Regions from separate parts of the Mus musculus genome. Here all the other regions are linked to region 4. A link is a contact called in public promoter capture Hi-C data. All regions are on one chromosome and are shown on one strand. Each heading gives the region's core, a stretch centred on a gene start, on an enhancer-like site or on the middle of the called end of the contact. The rest is flanking DNA. Distances are from core to core; before and after follow the strand shown. Region 1 holds the start of Usp6nl (USP6 N-terminal like). Region 2 holds the start of Upf2 (UPF2 regulator of nonsense transcripts homolog (yeast)). Region 3 holds the start of Cdc123 (cell division cycle 123). Region 4 holds the start of Atp5c1 (ATP synthase, H+ transporting, mitochondrial F1 complex, gamma polypeptide 1).

Region 1 (3,549 bases), core at 277-2,776, 3.8 Mb after region 4:
CCTAGTTCCCACCACCACCGAGAAAACTTCCAGAGATTCAGTATGGGAGGGAATTGGTCACGAGTCATCTCAATCAACCGTACCGCGAAACTTTTCTGAGCTATGAAACAACTTGTCTCATAGATCTAATTACATAGGAATGGAAGAAGGGAAGGAAGGAAGGAAGGAAGGAAGGAAGGAAGGAAGGAAGGAAAGAAGGAAGGAAGGATCCACGACTAAACTGTTCCAGCAAGAATACTTTGAACACTGTCCCTACAACTTTTTCCATTCGTGTCGCAGTACTGCCCCAATTCACCGAGCCTTTCCATAAGGCACAACGCATATTAGTCTCCTTAAAAAGCATCTGGGGTAGGAGGAATGAGTGAACAGAAGAATCTACTAACGCAGCTTTATTCGAAAATGCCGTGATGTTAGCTAACACCTTGTACGCTAATTTTAAAAATAAAATTCAAAATATCTGTGGATAGCTGGAGAAATGGCTGGGCGGTTAAGAGCACTGACTGCTCTTCCGGAGGTCCTGAGTTCAAATTCCAACAACCACATTGGTGGCTCACAACCATCCGTACAGCTACAGTGTACGCATATAGATAAAATAAATAAATCTTTAAAAAAAAAAAAAGTATCTGTCGATTATACGGAGTGTGCCTAAAGAAGAGCCCAGAGATCTCGATGCTCAACATATATGAACGTCCCACCATGGAGTAAGACTTCTCTCATTCTCTGCATTAAAACACCTGCGAGCCACCGTGCTCATCCCCTATAGAAACGCCGCGCTCCCGGAGCCCCAAACTAGCCAGCAAAACTTTGCCGGGGCGCACGGATTTCCAGCTCCCTCCCGCCCGCCCATCCTCCCCGGGGCTGCTCCAAAGTTCTTGCGGCATCCCAGGCAATCGTCTCAGCGAACGAAGTTTGCCTGGGTCCTGCCCACTCGCGCTCCCGCAGGACGCAACTGAAACTTGCAAGGGAGACACGTCTCCCCGGGGACCGAAACTTGCACGCGGGGTGGGGGAGGAAGGCGGCCGGAGCGTTCCGCCTCCCCGGGGGTCTGCACGCAGCGCCGAGCCCTCTCGGCCCCCCGCCCGGCCGCTCCCGCGCGCGCGCCCGCCCGCCTGTCAATCACACCGCAGACCACCACCCCCACGCGCGAGCAACACGGCGCGCGGGGTCCACGGGAGCCGGCTCGGGCCAGGCCGCGCCGCCGCAGCGTGCCCTCTGCCCGGGGCCGGGAATGGCGGCGACCGGCTGCCCGGAGCCAGTTCCGACCTGGCCCCCTCGCCTTTAGACCCCGCCAGCCCCTGTAGCAGCGGCTGAAGAGAAAAGGAAGTTACCTCCAAGCGGTCCCGGCGGCGGCGGCGGCGGCCAGTCGCGGGAGGCCGAGAGGTCCGGCGCGGCGGCGGCGGCGGCTACCGCAGTGCCCTCCGCCCCATTGTTTCCCTTCCAGGAGGCTCCCGGCAAAGCCGAGCCCGGGAACCAGGAAGTTCCCCGGCGCGACACCTCCAGCCGCCGCCGCTATGGAAACGGCCCCCGCCTTCCCCAGGGCGGCTCTCCCGGGACCCCGCCTCCGCGCCGCCGGCCCCGCCCGCCTCACCGGCCGCCAACAGTCGCCGTTGCGGCCGCGGCCGCCGCCATCTTGGCGCGGGCGGACAGCCCCTGCCTTCCCGGCGGCACGTGCGCTGTTCCCGCGCTCCCGCCGGGCGCGCGCTCGATGGGCTGCGGGCGGAGGCCGACGGCCCGAGCCCCTCTGCATGAAGAGGGGGTCCGCCGACCCGGCGGCGCCCAGCGATCGCTCCAGAGCTACTCACGGGCTGGGACCAGTGCTGTGTCTGACACCTGAGGGCAGCCGGCAGAGCACGGCGCCTTTCGCGGATGAGGCCCGTCCGCTCGCCAGCCTTCAGACGTTGCCTACTGCACTTGGGTTTTTCTTGGACTCGGTATCCTCACCCGTGAAGTGAGAGGGAAACTGTACCTGCTTCGTGGAGTTGTTCCCCGCGCAAACAAATGCTTGGTAGTGTGTGCACAGTGAATCTGTCAACAGAGTGGCTCTGTTACTGACACAAGGTCACACAGTCAATTTCCAGGCATTTATGCCAAGAGTTCAGATCAGCACAACTTTAAGTAGGCTACTGTGTGCAAGCCTTTTGCTGCCTAAACAGTGTTCATTCCCTGGCCCATCTTTCTTTAGGTCAGCTTTTTCTGTGTCAAGAGTTTTAATCCCCACGGTCTTCCATTAAGAACTGATGTAAAAAGGGGATGATGTAAACTTCCCAACACTGTAATTTGCTGACGGTTAAATGATTTATTCACTAGAAGCAGCAAAGGTTTGGGTGTGCGAGTAGCTAAAAGGCTTCTGTCCTTGTTTCCAGGAACTAGAATTACTATAGCTGGCAACTGTGCACTGCGTTTACTCTTTCCCAGGCTGGTGAAACCTGACACTCACTGCAAACTGTGTTCCTTGAGGAATTGAGGAGAGGCAGAGTCCTGGCCCTTCCTGGGCTTGCAGACTTTAACACCTGTGACTCCTTGGGTCTTAGATGGCCTCTGAGGCCACTTCTGACTCTCAAATGCTGATTAACCAGTGAAACCCAGGGCCTTTTGGACAGACAGACAGACAGGCGCGCGCGCATCCCTTCATTCAGGTCTCCATTTAAACCAGGTTTGGAAACACTACTTTGGGTTTTGTTTTGTTTATTGATTTGTTTATTCTGGTATGTACAAATGGCACAGTTGGTTTGGTGAAAATCAGGTCAAAAGTTGGATGGTCATGGGAATTTTTTCAACACTCAAATATAAGGAATAGAATTCCAAAATTAGCAAGTCACCAAAGAGCTCTCCATTTGTGACAATGCCTACAGCTTCCAAGTCTTTGATGACAACACATGCACATACGCATGTACTTACATTGTGCTTTGAAGATTGCAGAAGTCCTCCAAAAGACACTTACTGAATTAAAGTATAACGTTTGAGTTACCGTCTCTCCGGATACCTTGGGAACCCCACAGAGGCTCAAGAGAATTCATCCAGAAATTTTACCACAAATACAAAAATATCAATGAGTTGGAGGGGCAATGCTGGACACAGCTTGCTTCACAAACTGAAGGAGAAGTTTCAGATGTGTGTGTGAAGTTTATATTAGTGTAATACTATATTCTAGACTTAACTGTCAGCACTGTCGGCCCAACTTCAGACTTAGCAGTCTGTACTATTATTCAGAAATATATTCAAGAATGAGGGTAGCTGAATTTCACTGAAAACCTACACAAATAGGAACACTTGAGTCTTGGGGTAGTCGTTTAGCAACCGCTGTCCTAAAAAAAAAAATGCATATTTAAGTTATGTCCGCCTTGTGATCCTATTCCCTCTAACATACGATAGATATCATACATGTGATTCCCCCTTCAACTGGGGGGAAAGTTCACTGTCAAAATCCCAGAGAAAATGAAAGGGGGAATAAACAGTTTGTATCTCCAATGAGAATATTCTGCAAATGCCAGCCATTTAGAACTTTCCGATCACATAACAGGAAGAGTGATGTTTGCATTTCGTTTTTAA
Region 2 (3,378 bases), core at 673-3,172, 4.1 Mb after region 4:
TCACACTCACAGGACTGTGTAAACCAAGTACACTAGCAAACAAACACAAAACTGGGCAGTGGTAGCGCATGCCTTTAATCCCGGCACTTGGGAGGCAGAGGCAGGCGGATTTCTGAGTTCGAGGCCAGCCTGGTCTACAGAGTGAGTTCCAGGACAGCCAGGGCTAGACAGAGAAACCCTGTCTCAAAAAACAAAGAAAGAAAGAAGAGAAGAGAAGAGAAGAGAAGAGAAGAGAAGAGAAGAGAAAAGAAACACAAATCCAATGACAATACACTTGTAATCTGTCAATTTAAATTCAATAAATTAAATCTAATAAAAGCACTAGATTCTTATTTAATAACAGCTAAATAATTCACCTAGAGTGTCTCCAAATTTCCCATGTAATATTATATTAAAGAAGTGAATATAAAAATTAGTGGTCTTGAAATTGAAATAGAATCAACTTTTACAAACTACTCTGCTAAGTACTCAGACAGCCCTTAAAAGGAAAGTATGATTGAAAACCACCTTTCTAGCTCCCAAAATACCGCTCCCGGCACTTGGTCTGTATTATTTTAGTTGCCTTTCTAAGTACATTCTAAACTTCCAAAAGAAAGTAAAAACTGTTTTACTAGTAAGACAGACTCTAATGCAGTGTCCTGGAGAGAGGACAGAGAACGGAGGTGTCCCCTAATACAGCTATAAGTTTGCTAAGTACCATATGGTCTATGTATGAAATCACAATCAGACTGCTCTGAAAACACTACAGAGTAAGAGAATGCTGGTTTACCTTTCAAGTCTGTGTTTTGAACTCAAAATGTTCTAAAGGTAGAACAGCACAGAGATATCTTCCGGTTTCTGAGTTTATTCTTTTACAAAATCCTTATATATGTACGAGACTTATTCAAATTTTTTCAGAGATTTCACCACAGCTCAAAAGTGGCTTTCCTGACGATCTGTACGACTTTTATGAACCCCTAAAAACTATGACAAATGAGAAGGGTCAGTAACAGTCTTATTTTCATCTAATGTGTCAATCGGTACATTTAAGGTTTTCTAAGAGCAAGGCTATTCGCTTCCATGCGTACCCCCAAACCTGTAAGCAGCCTCTGCTAGGCTTCTCTTTAGTTCAACAGTACTTGCTTGTAAGGGAAGTAATGAAAGCCTTGAGTTCGAGTCGAACAGTCAACCATCCTACCTGATTAAAAGGAAGTAAACCCGAACAGCCCCGTTGCCCCCCATCCGCAGGTCCGCTCCAAGCCTCTTCCCCTGCACACGCATCACCCACAAATCTCCCACAAACCCCCGCTGGGTCTCAGGGTCCCACCATTGACACACTTCCCGTCCACAACTCCTATTCCGTGGGGACATCTAAGCCCCAAGCCTAACTTCTCATCCCACACTCCCTCAGACTGCAGCCTCTCCAGCTCGACTGCCTACTCCACATCTTCCCCGCTCCCTCGTCCACGCTTCCCTCCGGACCGCCGAGCTCGCCCCAAGCCTCTCCTCGCACTCTTCCACGCCCCCGAACACCTTCCCCCTCCACGGCAGGCTCCTCCGCCTCCAGCCCCGACGCTGGGCCCAGGCATGCGGGGCAGACACCTCTTCTATCGCCCCTCACGCCGGCCTCGGCCGGGCCGAGACATCCCCCCCACATTGACCGGAGCCTCCGGGAGAGGGGTCTGAGGAGGACGACGTCCGATCCGCTCGTCCCTCCACTGCTCGCCGCCCCCGGAGAGCTGGAGTGCGGAGTCGCCTCTCGGGTCCCTCGGGGAGCAGGAGTCCGGACCGGTAGCCCTCCGCACCAGCTCGTCCCTATCGTCGGAGTGGAGGGGGAAGGAGGATCCCCGGAACTCACCTAGTGCCTGTTGTCAACATTAGCCCCGGGTTTCCCAGCACCAACTCCAGCGCTCGGGCTCCCCTCCCCTCCCCCCGCCGCTCTCGCAGACGAGGGCCCGCCTTCCCTCCGCTCCCCTCCTCCCTCCGCCCGTCGGCCCGCCCGCCCGCCACTCACCAACGCGGCCGGGCTGCTAGGGGGGCGGGGCGGAGCGCAGAGGGAAAAGGAAAAGGCTGCCCGCACGACTGCCTAGTCCAAATGGACCTTCGTCTCCGGTCCCTCGCTATGTGTTCAATCCCTCGTCTGGGTTAAGAAGTGATCAATCTATACCTAATCTCGAGGATGTGCTTCTCCTTCAGATATTCGTTGAAATTCTCCTATCTGTAAATTTTTATGTACAGGCAATGAATAGGACAACCGCTTCCAGCACCTCCAATCAGGGCCCCAGCAGAGGGGAGGAGTGTTCCAAGGACCGGAGGCGGGAAGTGGATTGGTCGTCAGGAAAGGGAAAGCGCCTGAATTGGAGATGCGCAGGCGCAAGCGATTCACGGCTGGGGGCGGGGGTGGGGGGAGCGAGAATGAGACGGGGCGGAACTCTAAGGAGGCATAGAAGAGTGGTGGGATAGTAGAATTACGGGGCGCTGTCGAGGTCAAGGTTGGTAACTTAGTTCTCCGAAGGTTGCCTGATGCGAACGTGAGGAACGGGTTCAAGAAGGCAAACTTTGATTGGACTAATACCGAAAGGTTGAAGGTTTAAAAAATCGAAAAGCTAAAGAACATGGCTGTTGAGGAAGGTAGAGGTAGAGTAGACTGGTGGGGGAATTTCCAGAACCGGTTTAAGGTGTTGGACATGAAAAACAGCTAAAATAGAGAGCAATCAAGGCTTTTCCCATTTGGAAAATATAGAAAGCCCTCTATTGTAAGTATTATAACTTTCACAGTGGAATGAAATCGCCCCGTTTTTAAAGGGATGGGGTTACGAACTTGAACCAAATTGACTGTGAAGTGCATTATCAGCTGCTCAACCTGTTTTCCCAAGTGGATATAATGTGCTTCTGACCTCCGATTCGTGTTCAGATTGTGGTCTGCTTAGATGTACATATGGTTCTGCTCTGGTTGGCCCATAGCCAAAGGAACAAAGGTGCAAAACAAGTCTGGATTCATCAGTGTTCAAGCCCGTACAATGATCTGCTACCAACCTTAGTGCTTGAGATGTCTTTGCCCCCTTTTTATTCAGCCTTTGCCCATTTGCTTTCTCCCTGCCCACTTCATTATTAGCAAGTAAATTCTCTTTCAAATTGTGCACCTCCTGGGTTAATTTTTTCTTGTTCAAAACAACCAATAGGTCAATCACGTAAAGGGCACCGAAGGAGGGAGAGGTGAATGCTGCCACTCTATGCCATTGATAAGTAATTATGAGAAGCTTTTTGTTTTTTGTTTTTCGAGACAGAGTTTCTCTGTGTAGCCCTGGCTATCCTGGAACTCACTTTGTAGACCAGGCTGGCCTCAAACTCAGAAATCCGCCTGCCTCTGCCTCCGGAGTACTGGGATTAAAGGCGTGC
Region 3 (3,249 bases), core at 204-2,703, 4.2 Mb after region 4:
TTGCAACTGTAATTTGGTGTCATGAATTGTCATGTGAATATCTGGTCTATAGAGCATCTGATATAGGACCTGTGAGAGGGTCGTGACCCACACATTGAGAACCAAAGAGTTCCAGGCCAGACAGGAGTATGTAGAGAGAGACTATGTATCAAAACAACAAACAAGCAACAAAACCCAGGATTGATTAATTCTGGATACCACCATTCTTAAATAAGAAGCTCTGCTATCCACAACACATCATTATACACTGCAACATTATAAACCATTGATCTTGATTTTGGAAGGTATTCTTTAAGCAATGCTTCCAACCACTTTACCTGTAACATTTCAAACAATGTATACCTCTCCTGTGTGTGTGTGCACGCGCGAGCACGAATTCTAATTCAAAATACAGAGGATTCTGTTCATCAGTTCTAACAAATACCTTTCTAAAGAGGTCAACAGTGGCTGGGGTTTTTCCTCTCTCTCTAATTTAAACTGCTTAGATGCGCTGTGGAAAATGCAATTTATTTTTCTGTGAGGGTGAGTATCAGAAATGTGGTGCTTCTGGACAAATACGTGCTTGGAACATGCCCAAGGCTTCTACATTACAGGAAGCACCAGAGGGTTTGAAAGGCCTGTCTCTTGCAGCTGGTGATTTTTTTCCTTTTTTTTTTTTTTTTTTAAAAAGAAACTGAACTTTGTAGGATGATAGATGGAAAAAGGAGTAGGGAGAAAAATGATATCACAAGTTGTCGTATACAAACTCTTCCAACCTTTTACGATTTCATCATTGCAGAGACATTGATAAAAATATGTGCTTTTTCCACACTGGTAACTTTTTCGGAATTGGACTAAACTTTAAGCTTAAAAGACACAACTTTCCCCTTTTTCTTGATTTCTCAGACGAACATCGCTTCTTTCATCTTCAGGATCGTAAAATACCACCCTCCTCCCCAGAATCGTGCATGCGGGACTTCTTCCCTGTGTCTCTAAAATCTACTTTCCGGAATGAGAAGGGGCCATCCTTCTTGTAGATGCCTCAACTGATGTGTTCCAACATTTACTGTGCTGTTCCCAGGTTCCTCTCGTAGCCCAGGCTGGTCCGCCTGGATCCCGGGTTCTCGTCTCGCGCTCAGGCGCAGACGCGGAGACACGCGCGCGCGGCGGGCTGTACTCTGGGCACCATCGGTTGTGCTCGCGCCCTTTTTTCCCTTCCCCTCTCCAAGGACACTTAGTACCGAGGTTGGCTCGCGCCCACTTACCTACACTAAACTGTGGGATGTGGAAGGGATTGAGGAGGAAAGGAAAAAGGATCAGGCAGAAGCTGCAGTCTCCGTAGAATCAGGCGCCACCGCTAGAGACACCGGCGCCTCTCGTGGTGCAAGGAGGATGTGCACACGTCCTCCTCCAGGCACCCGTAGAAGCTCAGCTAGCTTCAGATGATTACCTTCCGGGTCGAGGTGCATACAGACGAAAGCGGAGATGTAAGCTTCCTAAAAATCTACGCTTTCGTGCCTCTTCTCTGCGGACTCAGATCTCTGTGTGTCTTGCGCGTCTGTGTGGGCACGCTAAGCATACAGTCTACCATGGCTCTAGAGTCTAGCGCCAGCGGACTTTTACGGACCGGAAGAGTCCTTTCTTTAAGACGGCTCGGTCGGCACTTCCGGAAGTGCTGCGCAGGGTTCCGGGAGAGGGCTGGCGGGAGAGGGAAAGGCGGCTATTGACGCGGCAGCTGGAGAATGAAGAAGGAGCATGTTAGTCACTGTCAGTTCTCCGCGTGGTACCCACTTTTCCGAAGCCTTACCATCAAGAGGTAACCTATCCCGGAGTCAAACCGGGGGGTTTGGGTAAATCCCATCCCTTCAGAAAACTAAACAAAATCCGCAGGCCTTCTACTCAGTGGGAGCGACTGTGTCGAGCTGCGGATTTTCTATTGGCTTTGACGGAGCAAGATTAACAAGTAGATCAGTGTTTGCCGTGCGTCCTGTTCGGAATCAAAGAGCGAGTCGAGGGAGGTAGGGAGGCGGTGGGGGTCCTCGGTAGGGTAGATTGAAATAGATACTTTGGGAATTGTCAGAAGCGCAAGGCAATAAACAAAACAAAACTGGAGACTTTGCCTGCTGCTGACCGACAACCCCCTCTGGTGAGAGTTGCGTTCCATCATTGTACAATGAGAACAGTGATACAGACGGTACCTCCAAGTCTGGATGAAGCTCCAGTTTGGTAGTGTGTATAGGTTGCATTGCTACTGACGATCCAGTGTTCTGAGAAGAAGCAACCCATCTGGAGAGAAAGTGGGATCGTTTGGTTTTTGGTTTTGGGTTTTTTTTTTTTTTTTTTTTTTTTTTTTGATTTTTGAGACAGGGTTTCTCTGTGTAGCCCTTGCTGTCCTGGAACTCACTTTGTAGACCAGGCTGGCCTCGAACTCAGAAATCCACCTGCCTCTGCCTCCCAAGTGCTGGGATTAAAGGCGTGAGCCACCACCGCCTGGCTGAGAAGGTGGGATCCTATTCTCTAGTTCTCTGGCCTGGAACAAGGAATCTGTCCAGGTTTGCAGAATGCCCACGGTGAATTGGTGCATCCAAAAACAAAACAAAACAAAACCACAAAAAACAAAATCCTGCCCCCAAGAATTAGATTGTAGAGTCAGAACCCTCTGTCTGGCTTTGAATTCTGGTTCTATCAGCATCTTCAGCAAATTACTTAATCTCTCTAAACCACATTTGAAAACTTAGAAACATAATAGGATTGTCATGAGAATTGCAAAAGAAAAAAAATACTTAAAATGTTGCCACTCTTTTGTAGCACATAGTAAACACATGAAAAATGTTGCCTGTTACCTTTTGGATTTAATAAAGCCTCATTAAAGTGAATTTTTTTTTTTTTAATTTTATTTATTTTATTATTATATGTAAGTACACTGTAGCTGTCTTCAGACACACCAGAAGAGGGAGTCAGATCTTGTTACGGATGGTTGTGAGCCACCATGTGGTTGCTGGGATTCGAACTCTGGACCTTCGGAAGAGCAGTCGGGTGCTCTTACCCACTGAGCCATCTCACCAGCCCCAAAGTGAATTATTTTAGTACACTTAAAATGTATGCCACATATAGGTGGATATGAGGATGGTAACGAGAAGGAAGTCAACCAATAACTGGGATTTTCTGGCATCCCTAGACAAGTCTGTGACTACATATGTGTACACACGTGCCCATGTGTCCATATTGGGCATATGGAAGTTACAGGATAACTTGCAGGAGTTTGTTTTC
Region 4 (3,431 bases), core at 131-2,630:
CAGTCAGTGGCAGTGGGACTGGGTTCAGTCTGTGATGACTTACTAAGAAGGTGGCATAAGGTCAGTAAGATGGCTCAGTGGCTAAAGGCGCTTGGTGCCAGATGTGACAACATGACTTCAATCCCAGGACCCTCAAGCTGGAAGGAAATAACCATTTACATGTGGCCCTTTGATCTCCGTATGGATGTATCTGTTTGGTGCAGCATGCACACATGCATAAACACATACACCAAAATAAGATAACAGAAATATGACGCAGTGCATGAGGGCTCAGTGGTAGAGCATTTGCCAGGCATACATAAGACATTAAACAAAACTTGTAGCACTGCTTAATAAACAACCTCTCTGGTCCCCATCGCCACCACAAGACTACCAAGAAAGTATTAATATAAAGTAGGGTGGTGTATATCTCTGATATCAACCAGCACTTGGGAAGCAGAGGCAGGTCTATCTCGTTTTTTGGCCAGCCTGGTGAGGTCCAGACCAGCCAAAGTTACATACTGAGATACTGTCTCTAAAACAAAAATATGTATCAGATAATGTACAAGAATTTTTATTAGTTCTGTTATATTGGTGGCATTTTGGCATTAATTGAAAAGATAATACGATTACTTGTTATGTTGATTACACAATTAAGTCTTCAAGGGTGAAGGTATACTGATATTCATATATTTATATAATTTACTATATGATGTAAGCAAATATGGAAAAACACTTAGCGGTCACTCCTAGGTGCGATGGACTGCACGCCTGTACCTTTGGGAACCCACATACTGAAACTATAGGATAGCAGTAGCAAGTCGGGAATGAAGCATTTATGTCATGGAGAGTTCTTCTCTCCATGAAAAAACTCGGCGACAATCTTGCCGGTGGGTACAACTATTACCTCTACTTTACCAGTAGTGGCCAAGCCCATGTCACTATTAAGCGGAGCAACTTGAGTTCCTCGTCTTGACCGACCGACCCCACCAGGGAAGTCTAAATGTAAAACCTCAGTGCTCAGCCTAGCGATTGTAAGCGATCAGTGAGTGCTTGTCTGCGACCACTTCTCGTGGAGCTGGAGGGCTTCGCGCCGAGCTGGGGAAGACTGCGCCGGAGAGGGCTCCAAGCCGAGGGAGGGGTCGCGGCCAGCCTGAGTCACTTACCTCGTCGCGGCATTGCTTTTGGCACATCTGGCAGTACCAGCGAAGCTTCTGGAGCCCTTTGGACTTAATTCTATTGGCGATGGCCTTGGGGCTCAGAAAATCCGACTTGCCCATGGCGACCCTGAGCGCTACAACTACAAAGCGGTCGGAAGCGGAACTGGCTCAGCGCGGGGACAGGCGGGACCGAAATTGACAGCAGGAAATGGGTGGGGCCAGGGAACTCGCGGCTTCGGCGCTCACGAGATTTAGCGAGACCGAGGACGCAGGCGGAGCGGGCCGGGGCGCCTGAGCTCCCGCGCACGCGCACTGAGTCCCGTCTGCCCGACCTTCAAGGCTCCACCATGTTCTCGCGGGCGAGCGTTGTCGGGCTGTCGGCCTGCGCCGTGCAGCCGCAATGGTAGGACCACATCGGGAGGGATGCGGGGGCTCGGGCTTGCTGCGAGGCAGGAGGGATGGAGCTGCATGCTCACTCCTGGCGGAAGAAGGCCCCAGCTCAGGCCGCGGGGATGTCTGCAGAGCTGGAAGGTTGCGTGCCGGACCCCTGGTAGGGGTCAAAGAGAACAAGGTCACGGTCTGATCCCCTGAGACTGGAACGGCCATCCGGGACCTCGGGACCCGGACGGGATTCGGGTTGAGCTTTGGAGCCATCTGGGTTTCGATCAACTCCGTACTTCCGCTCCGTACCCGGGAGCACAGCTTGCAAAGTCTTTAGAAAGGCCCTGAAGGTGAAGGGGCGACCGGGGAACGTTTGGTTGTAACTTTTGGCTTTGAAGCCCTGTGAAACACTGCACGGGGGAGCAGCGTGACCCTTTAAGGTGTGATGGCTTGCTTGAGCTCTTTGGTAAGGCATTCACTGTGTAGCCATCCGACTCTTTGCTGGGTACTGGAGAAACGAAGGAACTCAAAATCAGCCCCCGCCTGAACCTGCTGGTCGCCTTGGTGCTAAAGGGGTTTAAAAAAATCTGCCGATGAGGAAGAGAAAGACATTGCCATTGTCATCATGCCCTCGTGTTGAAGTACAATCTCTGCAAGGTCATAAAACTGTCCCAAGGTCCCTCGGTAGGAGGAGGAGGCCTTAATACAGTTACATTTGTTAGCCTCCATTTGATAAAGGGATACCATAAGGTTGGGCGACTTTAAATACTAATCCTCTGTGCAAAATAAAATAGTTGTATATTAGAATGCCCAGGGAAGGTCAGGTAAAACGTGACTTATGGGTGACGTTGTATAATAACATGAACTACTTTGAAGCTAGACTGCTAGAAGAACTGGTGCTAAGGAGATTGTTAACTGTGGACAGTGTTTTAGTGGTTCCTTGTTTTTATGGTACAGAGGATTATTAAGGCGCTCCAGCACTGAACTAGGGTTTTGTAACCTAGGTTAGAGAACTGCCAAGAACTAGTTGAAATAGTTCTTTCATTAAGCAAAGAATTTGTAGCAATATGCTAAGACTCCAAAGTAGTGAGGCAATTAAATACGATAGATATGAACTATGTATTGGAAGAATGTTGGTGGTGCACACCTTTGATCTCAGCAACTCAGGATGCAGAGGCAGGTGGGTGTCTGAGTTCTGGGCCAGCCTAGTCTGCAAAAGGAGTTCCAGAGAATGTGTGTGTGTGTGTGTGTGTGTGTGTGTGTGTGTGTTCGTTCAGATGTTGTTAGATTAACCTTGGAAGTCAGCTTGAGTTACTTATATGGAGGTCAATAACAGTTGCATTCTCAGTTGTGTCTCCTTCAGCCAGTAGATATTTGTGGAGTGCCTGCCCTGCACCAGTTGGCACTTCTTAGGTGATAAGATGTGAAGGGTCTTTGTTGGCATCCAGTGGTCCTCAGCAAACATCAGCTGTCTCCCGTGTTTGTGTATACAATGTGTGAAAAGACTATTCTTTTGTCAAGTGTAGTGAGGCCACTGTCAGAATTTGATACGCTTCCAATGTTTTCTTGAGAGTTAGCTAGGTATTAGCTGGTTAGGTGTTCACTAGTTAGCTAGTTGGGTGTTTTCCTTAACTCTACACTATGTAGCATCACACACTCCCAGCATTCCTTCCAGACTGCTGATTCGTTCATAGGCATCAAGTCTAACTCCTTCCTCTACCGACTTGAAGTCTTCAAATAACACTGTATGATCAAAGAAGATGCTGATACTTTCTCACAGTCCACTTGCTTCTCCATCAGCATGGTGGGTAGGGCAGGTTTCTGTACCAGCCTCCAGAGGATGAGTCGGGACATGGTGCAGTAGCTTCTCAGAGTGGAGTTCATTAAAGTAAATTAGCCCTAAAGGCTCGA

What was found. Promoter capture Hi-C pulls out the DNA fragments that hold promoters and counts their contacts.
Region 1: a contact with region 4 is called in a promoter capture Hi-C map of cranial neural crest. The contact joins the promoter of Usp6nl here to the promoter of Atp5c1 in region 4. A contact is called at or near these places in 4 of 39 promoter capture datasets (cranial neural crest, frontonasal cranial neural crest, maxillary cranial neural crest and 1 more).
Region 2: a contact with region 4 is called in a promoter capture Hi-C map of pre-B cells. The contact joins the promoter of Upf2 here to the promoter of Atp5c1 in region 4. A contact is called at or near these places in 3 of 39 promoter capture datasets (cranial neural crest, pre-B cells and second pharyngeal arch cranial neural crest) and 1 of 484 Hi-C or Micro-C datasets (embryonic stem cells).
Region 3: a promoter capture Hi-C map of pre-B cells shows a contact between it and region 4. The contact joins the promoter of Cdc123 here to the promoter of Atp5c1 in region 4. A contact is called at or near these places in 2 of 39 promoter capture datasets (cranial neural crest and pre-B cells) and 1 of 484 Hi-C or Micro-C datasets (CD4 T cells).

What each region holds. Positions count from the first base shown.
Region 1 is chr2:6,320,734-6,324,282 of GRCm38.p6, reverse strand. It overlaps Usp6nl (USP6 N-terminal like), which reads right to left and starts at 1,526. Exons shown (of 15, transcript NM_001080548.1): 1 at 1,329-1,526. A230108P19Rik (RIKEN cDNA A230108P19 gene) reads right to left here. Exons shown (of 7, transcript NR_040333.1): 7 at 2,672-3,549.
Region 2 is chr2:5,950,013-5,953,390 of GRCm38.p6, reverse strand. It overlaps Upf2 (UPF2 regulator of nonsense transcripts homolog (yeast)), which reads right to left and starts at 1,922. Exons shown (of 22, transcript NM_001081132.1): 1 at 1,838-1,922.
Region 3 is chr2:5,843,381-5,846,629 of GRCm38.p6, reverse strand. Cdc123 (cell division cycle 123) reads left to right here and starts at 1,453. Exons shown (of 13, transcript NM_133837.5): 1 at 1,453-1,795. The coding sequence starts at 1,722. Nudt5 (nudix (nucleoside diphosphate linked moiety X)-type motif 5) reads right to left here and starts at 1,596. Exons shown (of 10, transcript NM_016918.3): 1 at 1,245-1,596.
Region 4 is chr2:10,078,459-10,081,889 of GRCm38.p6, reverse strand. Atp5c1 (ATP synthase, H+ transporting, mitochondrial F1 complex, gamma polypeptide 1) reads left to right here and starts at 1,380. Exons shown (of 10, transcript NM_020615.4): 1 at 1,380-1,542. The coding sequence starts at 1,487. It overlaps Kin (Kin17 DNA and RNA binding protein), which reads right to left and starts at 1,278. Exons shown (of 5, transcript NM_025280.2): 1 at 1,146-1,278. The coding sequence starts at 1,259.